2 separate regions of the Sus scrofa genome follow, and region 1 is linked to region 2. The links are chromatin contacts, called in public HiChIP or PLAC-seq maps. All regions are on one chromosome and are shown on one strand. Each heading gives the region's core, a stretch centred on a gene start, on an enhancer-like site or on the middle of the called end of the contact. The rest is flanking DNA. Distances are from core to core; before and after follow the strand shown.

Region 1 (6,637 bases), core at 2,215-4,714, 140 kb before region 2:
CTCCCATTGTGGCTCAGGGGTAACAAACCCAACTAGTATCCATGAGGATGCGAGTTCGATCCCTGGCCTCGCTCAGTGGGTTAACGATCCAGTATTGCCATGAGCTGTGGTGTAGGTCGCAGACGCAGCTCAGATCTGGCGTTGCTGTGGCTGTGACTATAGCCGGCAGCTGTCGCTCTGATTTGACCCCTGGCTTGGGAACTTCCATATTCTGTGGGTACAGCCCTTAAAAGACAAAAAAAAAAAAAAAAAAAAAAAAAAAAAAAAAAAAAAAAGAGAGAGAAACAGAGAGACATACTTTGGGGACACCTCAAACATCAGAGAATGCATGAGGCCAAGTGAAGGGAGACAGAATCAAGAGGCTTCCACAGCCAAGAGTCTGTTCACAGAACACTCTGGAAATGGCAAAACTATAGGAACAGGGAACAGCCCAGTGGTCTCCAGGGCCTGGGGTCCAGGAAGGCTTGATGACAAAGGGGCACAAAGATGAGAGTTTGGAGGGGTAACAGAACTGCTTCGTATGTTGAGAGAGGTGGGGGTTACCCTGCTGTATGCGTTTGTCAAAACTCACAGAACTGCACAGCCAACATTTCCTGTATATGAATTGTACCTGAAGAAGACAAAAGGCCAGTACCTGGTCCTTGGTTCTCCCCTCCCGTTCCCGGATGTAAGTGGTGACGATTCGTTCCGTCTCCTCTCGCAGCCGGGGGTAGGAGCTGAGCTGGGGGGAAATCAGAGTGGCGGCATTGGCTGGGAGGCAACATGAGCCAAAGGGAAAAACATAGGGGTGGGGTGACAGGGGGTGGGCCCACCGAGTCCCCACCTGGCTCCTGTCTCACAGGCGCTCTGGCTGGGAGACCAGGAGGGGAAGGTGGGGGGACGGCGGGCTGGAGAGATGGAGAGGGTGCCCACGCACAAGCAGAAGTGCTTTTCGAGAATGCAATTCGAGGTGGAAAACGGCAGAGACAGCGGGTGATGGCTACCCCCCTCCTACGCAGCAGCTGGGTGAGAGCCAGGACAGTTTAATGAAAGCCGCTGGGCTACCAGGGCGGGGAGGGCGCAGGGCCCCTTCTAGGATGGAGGCAGCATCTGGGCCATCTACCTCAGAGGGACCCCCTTGAAGAAAATTCCCCATCACCTCACTTTGGGCTTCATTCCTCCAGACACCCTGGGGGCTCCCAGCCTGTGCAGTGGTAACCAAACCCAACACACAGAAGCCCACCTTCCACGGTTTGGGGAGAGGCCACGAATCAGGGAAAATTGAGCCAATGGTCAAAATCACCTGTGGGAAAACCTCTTAAAGGCCCCATGATGTAAGAACACACAGGTCTAAAAAAAAAAGAACACACAGGTCTTCGTGCTGGCAACGTGTTTCACCACACTGGTGACAGTTTGGAAACCCACTTTTCCAGGGATGGGCACGGGCCCTCACCCCTGTTGCTTGCTTAGTAAATGCATCTGGCCACAAAGGCTTTCTACCTCCATCCGAGGCCCAACCTGCAAAAGTGGAACCCATGCGCCATGGGACATGCCCTCCACACCATTACTGCCGAGGCAAAGCTGAGGTCACCAAGTACCACTGGCCCACGGAAGGGGGTTCCTGCCGAGGCAGAGTTTCCCAGATGCTCGGGGTTAAGACTAACAATGGGAAGAAGAAGGTGGGGGATGAGTACACAGGTGATAATAATGAAATCTTTGGTTACCTTCTCGGCACACTTTTTAATGACCGTGGCCAGTTCTGAAACCACGAGATCAACACACTTCAAACTTGGCTCTTTGAGTTTTACAATCTGTTTTTTCACAATGGCTTCAAAGGCCATGTCGGGGGTGAAGAGCCCCGTCCTGGGTCATGCGGAGGGCGGGATGAGGCAGAGAGACACCCAGGGGCAGTGCAGGCCACACACGCGGGACAGGAGACAGAGAGAGAAGAAACGAGAGTCAGCTGGTTAGTGACATGCACGGAGGAGCCTGTGCCCGCATTTGCCCCGGAAGCTGCTTTGGATCAAGAGGCGTCCTGGGTCTGAGGGGTGGGCATGGTCTGGGCTTTAATTACACAAGTGCCATGGGTCAGAGTGGGCATACCGAACAGGTATGGATATAGGGAGGCCTTGAATTTTCTTATATGTGACGATAATGTCCAAACCATCTGGGTTTCTTTCCCCTCCCTCTTCCAATCGAAGAAGCTTAAGAAGCAAATGTGGGCTTTTCCAGACTGAGTACAGAAGGATCAAAGCAGAAATTCTGGCCTTGGAAGGCTGACCCAGAGCTCTACGGCCATGGTGGATGTGCAAGCATAGACCGCCCGCTGGGAAGCACTTCAGCTGCTCGGCCAAAGCGTGCTGCCCTGGGAGCCAGGCCCGCGGGGAAGCTGGTATGTCCTGCCATGTGGAGGCAGTGGCCTGTGAACACTGGCACACAGGTGACTGTGACCTAGGGGAATCAGAGGACGGGCTGCCTAGGGGGACAACCCTGCCCCTGGGGCGGTGCTGGGGAGCTGGCAGAGGCCATTAGGGGCCAAGCCAGACAGAGCACTCATTATGCTGTTGGCATTCGGGCTTTCTCGGCGCCTCGGGGACAGAGAAGTGGCTGACTGGGGAGTGCTTAAAGCACCACACCTTTGTCAAGAAGGGGTGATGGGCAGGGAGGTGTAGGGAGCTTGGCCTCCAGGAGGTGACACAAGGTCCCTCTCTGCTACCCAGAAGACAGCAAAGCGACAGCGCGACGAAACCCCCATCCAATACATGCTAAGCTTGGTATCAAGGTCCCAGGGCGCCCTGCCCACCAGTCTGGAATCTGGAGGTCTGGCACCCCCGGTTGCACCCAGGCCGAAACGCGCCCGCCCCAGCCTCTGGGAAGAGGCCACGTTCTTGGACACCGAGGCAATCTGGGAAGGAGAGGTGAGGGGACCAGCAGGGCAAAGGCCAAGCAGCACTGGGAGCCTGATACCAAACCCCCGTAGCCCCGTTTCCACAAGGCCAGGAGTCACCCTGCCGAGGGTCCAATACCTTACTGGTACACTGCCTAACTGTATTGATTAGCTCCTGGATAACCAGGTCGACACATTTCAGACAGGGCTCTTTCAGCTTGACGACCTGCTTTTTCACAATGGCCTCGAATGCCAAGTCCGGGGTGAAGAGCCCGGTCCTAAAACCATCCGTACCCGGGGGCAGGGGAGATAAGTCAGAGAGAAACAAAGCACGGTCAGCAATTTCACAGGCACAGGCCGGTTCCCGAGAAAGCCAAGGTCACAGCAAGTCTGGGGGGGTCAGACGCTTGCATCCACTACCTGGAACCCCCCGGGGTGATCTGAGGACCCCTTGGCAACAAGAGACTGGAGGCCGGGAGCCATGATTTTTGCCGGAACAGGGTGGGGACCCAGGAGGCTCATGGGGCACCGGTGGGTTCCTGTAATAGTGACTCAGCTCCCTTCCATTCCCCGCCCCCCAGGGCAAATCTGCAGTGAGTTTTCTTACTTCCTGACCACAGTGACTGGGAGGTTTAACCAATGTTTAACCCAAGAGCAGTGGACAGCCCAAGGGGATACAAGAGATCCACACAGAACTACTCACATACACACTTGAGTGAACTTGGAGACCAGAGGGAGAGACTGACAGCTACTGCAAATCACTCTGGAGCCCTTTCCAGGTCTCACAATCAATCGGGGCACCCAGAGGTTTGGGGGGGCACTGACTGGCTGCAGGGTGGCACCATGGAAATGATGGGAACATGGTGACTCATGAATGGAACTTGCCTGACTCCATGGATGTTCTTAATGGCATAGCTGATCTCCCGTCTTAAGTCCTTCTCATCAAACTCCATCTGAGAACAGACAAACCAAACACATGCAAGGAGCTACCTAGGCACCCCCGACAATAGGTCTCTAGTGGGGGGAGTGTGATCTCCTGTGTCCTGTTTGCATTCACCTGGCAGAATATTTAACTGGTCAAAAATTTTTAAAAATATTAAAACTCAGTTTCAACAAAGATGTTCTGAAACAAACACTCTTGCTCTCTTGGAAGGAAAATCAATTCATATCAACTTTCTTCTGGGCTACTACTCAGCAATATAAATCGAGAACATCTAAAAAACATACCTGTGAGTTCCTGTCGTGGTGCAGTGGTTAACGAATCTGACTAGGAACCATGAGGTTGTGGGTTCAGTCCCTGCCCTTGCTCAGTGGGTTAACGATCCGGCGTTGCCGTGAGCTGTGGTGTAGGTTGCAGACACGGCTCGGATCCCATGTTGCTGTGGCTCTGGTGTAGGCTGGCAGCTACAGCTCCGATTAGACCCCTAGCCTGGGAACCTCCATATGCCGAGGGAGCGGCCCAAGAAATGGCAAAAAGACAAAAAAAATAAAATAAAATAAAAAATAAATAAAAAATAAAAAACATGTTGCAACAGAAGAAAGGCTGGGGGAAAAATGTAATTGTAATGTATACATGTAAGGATAACCTGACCCCCTTGCTGTACAGTGGGAAAATAAAATAAATAAATAAATAAAAAATAAAAAAATAAAAAACATACCTGAACTGTCACCTGGTAGTTTTAAGTGATCTAAAATTTATCTTGAGGAATTAATCAAGAATTAGCTACATTCCTGTAGCTAAAACCATCCATAAACGCTAAAATGTTCAAACAACCTAAATGCCCAACAATGGAAGACTGGTTAAATGCACAATGGGATATCCATAAAATAAGACAGTGTTTTGCCACTGACAACACATGAAATGCATATACTACAAATCAAAGAAAAAAAGTGTCCAAAGACACATAATTTGTTTTTTAAAAAATATATATGCACACATTAATATGGATGACTTTATGTGCTATGTTTGTGGATACAGGGAGGTTTTTTGCCTGCATTTGCACAGAAATAATTCTCAAAGGACACATTCAGGTGCTGCTAAGAGGCACTGCCTGTGGCTACTAGGATTACGGAGGTTTTTCTCCTTTTAGCTTTTTTTCTCCTATTGAAAAGAACTTTACTGATTTTTACAAAAGTGTTATCTGGTCAATGGAAAAAGTGTAAAACTTCTGGCAGTTTAAAAAATTCTCCCATCCCAGCCCCCAGAGCTGACATTGTTGTGAATATCCCTGCAGCTCTGTCATCTAGACACATGCGTACGACTTCATACAAAGGATGTTATAAATATCTGTATATTCTGTTGCACATGCTGGCCCCATAATCTGCTTTTTCCCCTTCAACTATATGCAGGGGACATTTTCTATGTATTTTGCAAAGAAGATGTACTGGTTTCTGTTAGAGGGAAAGAAGAACTTTGCATATAGCTCTGCTGGGAATCTCTAACCTGCTGGCTCAGGTAAGGAGGCCTGGGCGGATGGGATGGATACCTTCCCCAGGCTGCCCTCTGCCCTCAGCAGGCTCAGGCCTGGAGGCAGGAACTTGAGACCTGCGAGGAAGCCAGGCTCAAGGCCCTAGCAGGAAGGTGCCTGACCAGAGATGAGCGGGCTGGGCCCTGGCAGCACTACCTTCACCAGCTCAAAGGGAAACCGCTCATGGAAGATGCGATTGATTCGGGCGCCCCCGGAGAGCTCTAGCGTGTCCACTTGGTCTCCAGAACCCTCGATCCTCTTCTCAAAGTCCACCCCAAATTGCTGGACCATCCTATGAGGAAAAGGAAAACCCAAACATCAAGGTGGAGCTCCGGAATGATGTCCAGAGTCAAGCCACAACTTATTTTCCTCTTTTTCTTTTCCCTCCCTCCCTTCCTTTCTTCTTGCCACAATCTTGGCATGTGGAAGTTCCCTGGCCAGGAATTGAACCCATGCCACAGTTGCAGCCTGTGCCATCACAGCTGCAATGCCAGATCCTTAACCTGCTGCGCCATATAGGAACTTTCTAGTTTCCTTTTTTCATTAAAAAAACTTTTTTTCAGAGTTCAGCGGTAATGAATGCAACTAGTATCCATGAGGACTTGGGTTCGATCCCTGGGGACTCGTTCAGTGGGTTAAGGATCCTGTGCTGCTATGAGCTATGGTGTAGGTTGCAGACGAGGCTCGGATCCCAAGTTGCTGTGGCTGTGGTGTGGGCTGTAGTTCTGATTCAACCCCTAGCCTGGAAACTTCCATATGCCGCAGATGTGGCCCTTAAAAAAAAAAAGACAAGACCAAAAAAATTTTTCTTTTTACAGCCACATTTTCAGCATATGGATGTTGCAAGATAGAACTGGGGTAGAGTCTGAAGCCACTGCTGTCATTCTCTTGTAAGACAAGAGCCTGAAGATGGGCACCCGAGTGCAGAGCAAAGGGGGGAAGTTTTCACAGCCAACCCTTTGTACCCATGAAGGCAGTCACTTTTATTATTATTATTTTTTGGCTGTGACCTCAGCATGTGGCAGTTCCTGGATCAGGGACTGAACCCGTGCCATAGCAGCAACACAAGCCGCTGCTGGACAAGGCCAGATCCTTACCCCCCCCACCCACGCCCCCCCCATGCCACACCAGAGAACTCCAGAGCAGTCATTTTTATAATAAAGGTCAAAGAAGAGGTCATGTAACAAGATGTTCAAAGGGTCACCCGTTGAGGGAGGAGGAAGAATCAAGGGGCCCCACTGGCCACTGGCCTGTGTGGCCTGCAGCCTGAAGGAGGATCTGGGACCACAGCTAAGACGCTAAA
Region 2 (6,514 bases), core at 2,456-4,955:
GATTTGCCTAATCTGTTAGTTCTCTCCATAGATCAAAGAAGTAGATACAAAGAATAAATAATTAACAGAGAAACAGATCTCTTCCCTAGCTTCCCCTTCAGTAATGTCATGAACAAACTGTGTGAACAAGATAGCATCTAGGAGTTCTCTTGTGCTCCAGAAGATCTAGTGTTGTCACTGCAGTGGCCTGGGTCTCTGCTATGGCTGGGGTTCGATCCCTGGTCAAGTAAGCTTCTTATGCTGAGGGTGGTGTGTGGGAGGCGGGGAAGGGAGCATCTAAAGGAAGGAAGATCACTTGCAGTCTGGAGTTCCTTCCCTGATGCCTCAGTGGGTTAAGGATCCTGAATTGTCACTGCTGTGGCATGGGTGGGTTCAATCTCTGGCCCAGGAACTTCCGAATGCTTGGGGTGAGACCAAAATAAATAAATAAATAAATAAAGATTATAGTTATGCTGCGAGCCACACAGGAAGTCCAAAAATAAATAAATAAAGATTATAGGTGTTCCCATCATGGCACAGTGGAAACAAATCCAACTAGGAACCATGAGGTTGCAGTTTTGATCCTTGGCCTCACTTACTGGGTTGAGGATCTGGTGTTCCTGTGAGCTGTAGTGTAGGCCTGGCAGCTACAGCTCCGATTGGACCCCTAACCTGGGAACCTCCATATGTGACGGGTGTGGCCCTGAAAAGACAAAAGACAAAAAAATTTTAAACAAATAAGTAAAGATTATAAGGAGTGCACAAGCCTGCACACAGCAAGGTATGGCAACAACTCTAAGCTCCTATCTCAATGATTAACTGAGATTACTTCCCTCTTTCCCTTTAAAAATTTTCATGGCTGAGCAGAATCTTCAGAGATAGTTTTGGAGGGCATTGAGTCCACCATCTCCCCAGATCGCTGGCATTCTTTTTTATTTTTTAATTTAAAAATTTGGGGTTTTTTTGGAGTTCCCGTTGTGGCTCAGTGGTTAACGAACCCGACTAGCATCCTTGAGAATGTGGGTTCAGTGCCTGGCCTTGCTCAGTGAATTAAGGATCTGACGTTGCCGTGAGCTATGGTGTAGGTCGAAGATATGGCTCAGATCCCACATTGCTGTGGCTCTGGTGTAGGCTGGTGGCTACAGCTCCGACTTGACCTCTAGCCTGGGAACCTCCATATGCTGCTAGTGTGGCCCTGAAAAGAAAAAAGACAAAAAAAATTATTTTTTTTAGGGGCACACCTGCCTCATGTAGAAGTTCCCCGGCTGGGGGTTAAATCGGAGCTGCAGGTGCCAGCCTACACCACAGCCACAGCAACACCAGATCCAAACCTCATCTGAAATATATGAACTAGAGCAGTAGCTTCCTCATTGGTCTCCTTGATTCTACTTTTGCTAACAATTTGCATTTTTCCCGGACCAGATGCTGTGCTCAGCCTTTTACACTCATTCAGCTGTTCTGTGCCTGTATACATGAGCACTTGCTGTGCACCAGGCACTCTGCCCTGCCCTGGGATGAGGTACTAAAGAAGAGCCAAGGAGTTTCTGTCATGGATCAGTGGAAACAAATCTGACTAGTATCCATGAAAATGCAGGTTCAATCCCTGGCCTCACTCAGTGGGTTAAGGATCCAGTGTTGCTGTGAGCTGTGGTGTAGGTTGCAGATGTGGCTCAGATCTGGCAGTTGCTGTGGCTGTGGTGTAGGCCAGCAGCTGTAGCGCCAATTAGACCCCTAGCCTGCGAACCTCCATATGCCTCAGGTGCGGCGACCCTAAAAAGACAGAGAAGAGGCAGGAACTGGAGTTCCCATTGTGGCTTGGGGAGTGAAGAACCCAACATAGTGTCCTTGAGGATGCGGGCCTCCCTCAGTGGGTTAAAGATCTGGCGTTGCCTCAAGCTGAAATATAGCCTGTAGATGCAGCTAGGATCTGGCATTGCTGTGGCTGTGGTGTAAGTCACAGACTCAGCCCCAACTCGACCCCTAGCCTGGGAACCTCCTTATGCTGCAGGTGCGGCCATAAAAAGAAAAAAGAAAAAAAAAAGAGACAAGATCTGACTTTCTTGGTTCGAAGGCTGACAAGTAGCCAATGAAAACACAAAGAGAAGGCCCCTGTGGCACAGCAGGTTAAGAAGGCCCCTGTGGCACAGCAGGTTAAGGATCAGGTGTTACTGCCTTGGATCTCTGGCCAAAAGACTTCCACATGCTGTAGGCATGGCCAGAATAATAATGATAAATAATAATTGCAGATTGTGACAAGTGCCATGAAGAAAATAAACAGAGTGATGTGGTCATCACCAAGAGTGGCCAACTTCAGACGAGTGGGAAGTCTTCCTGGAGGTGACCCTTGAGCTAAAAGCAGGAGTATTTCAGGCACAAGCCCTGGGGCCAGGGTGGCTGGAAGAGCCGGCAAGGGGGTGTTAATGGGTCAGGGCCTTGTGGGCTGCCTTGAAGACTTTGGGTTTCACTGGGGGTTCTTGAGCAGAGACGATTATGAATTCAGGTGTTTGCAGGTGCCCTTCTGTGCCTGCTCGGGGTGGGTCAGGGAGGGAACAGCGAAGGACAGGGTGGGGGGTGGGGGGTGATGAGTGATGAGAGCTGGAAACTGAAGATACGGGGAGAAGTGGGAGGGTTTAGGACCTATTTTGGAGGCAGGGTTAACAGGAACTGAGGGTAAGGAAGGAACCAACTCAAAAGATGGGGTTTGGCGTTCCCCGGTGGATCAGGCTATGGCTCAGCTTGAAAATTGGGAACTTCTGCATGCCTTTAGATGCAGAAGGAAAAAAAAAAATGAGGTGAACAAGCAAACTCAGAGAATGGCTGTACAAGATATAGGGTGAGGTCTTTGGGGTCAAGACCTGAACTTCTCAGCCCCTTGTCTACTGGGCAACCTTCAGACACTTCGCCCAACTTCCCTACCTTAACTAATGAATGGGGAGAGTATACATGCAGATAAAAAGTACTCCAGGGGTTCCCGCTGTGGCACAACAGAATCCATGGTGCCTCTGCAGCTCTAGGATGAAGGTTTCAATTCCAGCCTAGCACAGTGGGTAAAGGATCCAGTGTTGCCACAGCTACAACATAGGTTGCAATCTGATCCCTGGCCCAGGAACTCCATATGCCTCGGGGTGGCTTAAAAAGAAAAAAAAAAAAAAAAAGTACTCCAAAAACTTTTAAGAAAAAATTCCAGGCAGAGCTTCTGTGCTTGCCTGCTTGTATCTCTCACAAGCGTCCTAATAAACCTATTTTTGCCTACCAATCACTTTGTCTCTCGCTGAATTCCTTCTGCACAGAGACACAAAGAACCTGAACCTCAGTGAATCCAGACACAGGGAAATTCTGTGAGAAGTAGCAGCTGCAGCTGCAAGACATGAAATTCCACCCTGGAAAATAAAATGAGTGCATTGCTGAGTCCAGAGTGAACATCAGAAACTTAGACACCTAAGCAGAATGCCCTGTATTCACACATGTATGATCATTGTGGCTTAACCATGAGCTCTCTACCTGCCTCCTGTTCTTTATGTAGCTGCCAAAAAGGGATGTGGATAATGATCACAATTTGCTGTATCCTCAGGTTATCTTTATAAACAAATATGCAAATATAAACCATCATTATGAGATTAAAAAAAAAAAAAAAATTCCAGGGACATTCCAGGATGTACAGGGTGAGAAAGGCAGTTAACACAGTGGGGCCATGAGACAAGTGATAGACAGCTGGCACCAGGGGGCAGTGGCGAGCCTCCAGGCAGCAGGGCGGGGCAGCTCTGCAGGTCCCAAGCCACTAGATTAGACTGTGATTGATGCCCAGGTGCCTGGCCCAGGCTGGAGACAAAGGGGGCCTGGGGCACGTGTCTAGGCTGTGTGCTGAGGCAGTGGGCAGGTCAGTGCTGCCCTCTGGAGTCTAGGCATCAGGAGAAACCTCAGCTGCCTGCATGGTGGAATACGGATAGAGACAGGCCAACAGACAGAGGGCTTCCTGCTCTCCCTCCTTCCCCTGGGGAAAGTTGCTAGGGTTCAGAGGATCCCGGGGCTTTTGAAGCTGGGGTTCCTCCTACCAGCCTCCCACTCCCCCGACAAACACTCCAGGCCCAGGCTCTGTACAATAGGCACTTTATTAGTGGTTGGAATGCAGTTACATGTAGGGCTGTGAGGACAGCACAGGGAAGGGGGTGGCAGGCACAGGAGAAAGAAACCCTAGGCTGGGGTTTCTCCCTCTCTGGGATCCCGGATCCAGGGCCTTGGGAGATGGCGAAGGGGGAACCAGGACACCAGTTCCCCTGAGTTCAACAAATTTGGCAAAAGGATCCTCAAGGTGAGGTGACTGGGCAGAAGGGCCCCCCCCCCATTTGCCCAGGGCATCTGGCCCTATTCCCACCCCCCTTTCATCTGAAATTGTCCCTTGGGTGGATTCAGTTCTTTTCTCTCTCACAAAGAGAGCTGTGTCAATAACTGGCAGAGAAAGGAGAGAAATTCGGCCCAACCCCACCAGCCAGCCTGCCAGGCAGCCGGTTTCCATTAAGCTGCTGCTAGCCACCTCCTCCCTCCTGCCCCACACCAGCCTGCTCCCAGGCAACCTCCCCTGACAGCTTCCCTCCCCCTTCTCCCATCAACACAGCCTACTACTGTCTCCCCTGCCAGGAAACACCCCAACCTGGGTGCGCACACTCCCACCCCAGCCACACCCAAGGAGTGGACACGAGAAAGCAGAAAAGCATTCCTTAGCAGACCCATCTCAGTCGTGAAGACGGACAGAAAAAAAGCTAACAGATCCTTTAATGCACATCCAGGTTAAAAAAATATTAACGAAGAAATGCCTGGAGTGGCCGGTGGCCAGTTGTTCAGCCCTGGAGAAGGGTCCTGGCATTCTGGCCGGAGCAGACACAAAGTGAATGGTGGTAGCCTTGCTGTGGTCACCGCTTCTGCATACACAGATGCTGTCCTGTCCTAAAAGGGGGACAGGCGATGGAGGACAGCCCACAGAGGCCGGGTTCTCTCGCCTGCCAGCCATCAAGAAGCCTCGCTGCGCTTCTCATCCGGGCCAGGGGAGGCTGGAAAGACTCACTGTGCAGTCTTGGGGGGCTGCCCTGTGAAAACAGACTGGCCCTTGGTATAGGGATGGGATGCCCCCAATCCTCCAGCTTCCCAGAAATGGGTGGTGACTGGATGATGCGGGGCTGGAAGAGGGTGGCAGTGATAGGACTTCAGGTCAGCCCGATGGGCTAGGGATTCTGACCCACAGCTGCCGAGCACCCACTGTGAGACTTTCAGGGAGGTGGGGGGGCAGGGGCCGGGCCTTTAGGACTCAGCCGGCTTCCTGTTGGTCTTGTTCAAAAGCCTCTTGAGGGTGGGAGACATGAAGTAAGGCCTCTCCATCGAGCCATCGTTCCTCTCCAGGTCCTCCACTGCGGAGAGAGGCCCCAGAGCAGGTGGTATGAGGGAAGCCCAAGGGCAGGGGCCTTGTGGGGGGGAGACAGGGAGGGGACAGGGCAGGCAGGCAGGGGCCACAGAGAAGCCTTAGAGGGTTAGGAAGCAAGACACACTGGGACTGGAGGGGATGGACTGTAGTGGGATGGGAACAAGACACACACACACACACACACACACACACACACACACACACACACACACACACACACACGCTCCCCACTCCCAGGCCCAAAGCCCCGCATGCACCCCCAGTCTACAGGGAGGAAACGAGGAGGCCTGCCTGGCTCCCAAGCCAGCCTCCAGCTCTACTCCTCAACTTCGGCCCGCTTCCCCTCCTCCGCACTCCCCTTCAACAGGATGTCTCTCAGCTCGGGCGACATGAAGTAGGGTCGCTCCTGAGAGCCGTCATTCCTTTCCAGGTCCTCACCTGGGCTCCCCCCAGGAACCAGCAGGCGGGAAATGGGAGAGTCAGGAAGGGTGGGGGAAAGGAGGCAGGGAAGAACAGGGAAGCCAGCAGGCATGAGGAGAGGAAGAGAAAAGAGAGAAAACAAACACAAACAGACAGATGGAGAGACCAGAGTTAGTGGCAGCCACAGATCCCCCCGCCCCCCCCCCAACAAAGCCAGAAACTCCAAAGCTGAGGGCCCAGGGGCAGAGCGTCCCAGCTGCAGCCTGAACCAGGGGACAACAGAATGGAGCAGCTCTGAAACTCTGAGTGCAGGAGGGAGCCGAGGGGGTGCTGAGCCGGGGCCCCGGGGTGGGGGGTGCTGGGCAGGCAAATGTGCAGCCCCAGGGGAGGGAGATGGTCTGCCCAGAGTGGGGGAGGGAGTCGGGGTCCCGCCAAGTGAGGGGTCACTCACAGAAGCAGAGGAACAGCGTGTCCACACACATGCCGTAGACGCTGAAGAAGCCATGGGCAATCAGGTAGGAGCCAACGATTACCGTCTGGGCAAAGACAGATGAGCCATTTCCACTCCAGCTCTTACCTAGGGCAACCCACACCCACCACCACATCTCTCCCAGGCTGGGGTCATGCCATTTCCCTGCTGATGAGTCTCTGCTCTGAGGCCTCTGTACAATTCAACGCACATCCAGGGCAAGACAGGTTACT

Evidence for each region. HiChIP or PLAC-seq counts read pairs in DNA pulled down with a chosen protein or histone mark.
Region 1: an H3K27ac HiChIP or PLAC-seq map of alveolar macrophages shows a contact between it and region 2. The contact joins two enhancer-like sites. A contact is called at or near these places in 1 of 47 Hi-C or Micro-C datasets (alveolar macrophages) and 1 of 2 datasets of contacts at active chromatin or transcription factors (alveolar macrophages).

The regions. Positions count from the first base shown.
Region 1 is chr2:69,537,343-69,543,979 of Sscrofa11.1, reverse strand. It overlaps DNM2 (dynamin-2), which reads right to left. Exons shown (of 20, transcript XM_021083818.1): 8 at 5,491-5,626; 9 at 3,752-3,819; 10 at 3,006-3,144; 11 at 635-721. Among named protein-coding and RNA genes, the nearest start is that of MIR199A-2, 17 kb to the left of the region's middle. Within about 2 kb of position 3,464, at least 12 of the 83 cell types and tissues checked have an H3K27ac peak or open chromatin away from gene starts, as enhancers often do. A contact at or near this core is called in alveolar macrophages, where this site is marked.
Region 2 is chr2:69,396,637-69,403,150 of Sscrofa11.1, reverse strand. It overlaps SLC44A2 (choline transporter-like protein 2), which reads right to left. Exons shown (of 22, transcript XM_021083792.1): 21 at 6,264-6,348; 22 at 4,070-5,378. The coding sequence ends at 5,272. Among named protein-coding and RNA genes, the nearest start is that of ILF3, 14 kb to the left of the region's middle. Within about 2 kb of position 3,705, at least 20 of the 83 cell types and tissues checked have an H3K27ac peak or open chromatin away from gene starts, as enhancers often do. A contact at or near this core is called in alveolar macrophages, where this site is marked.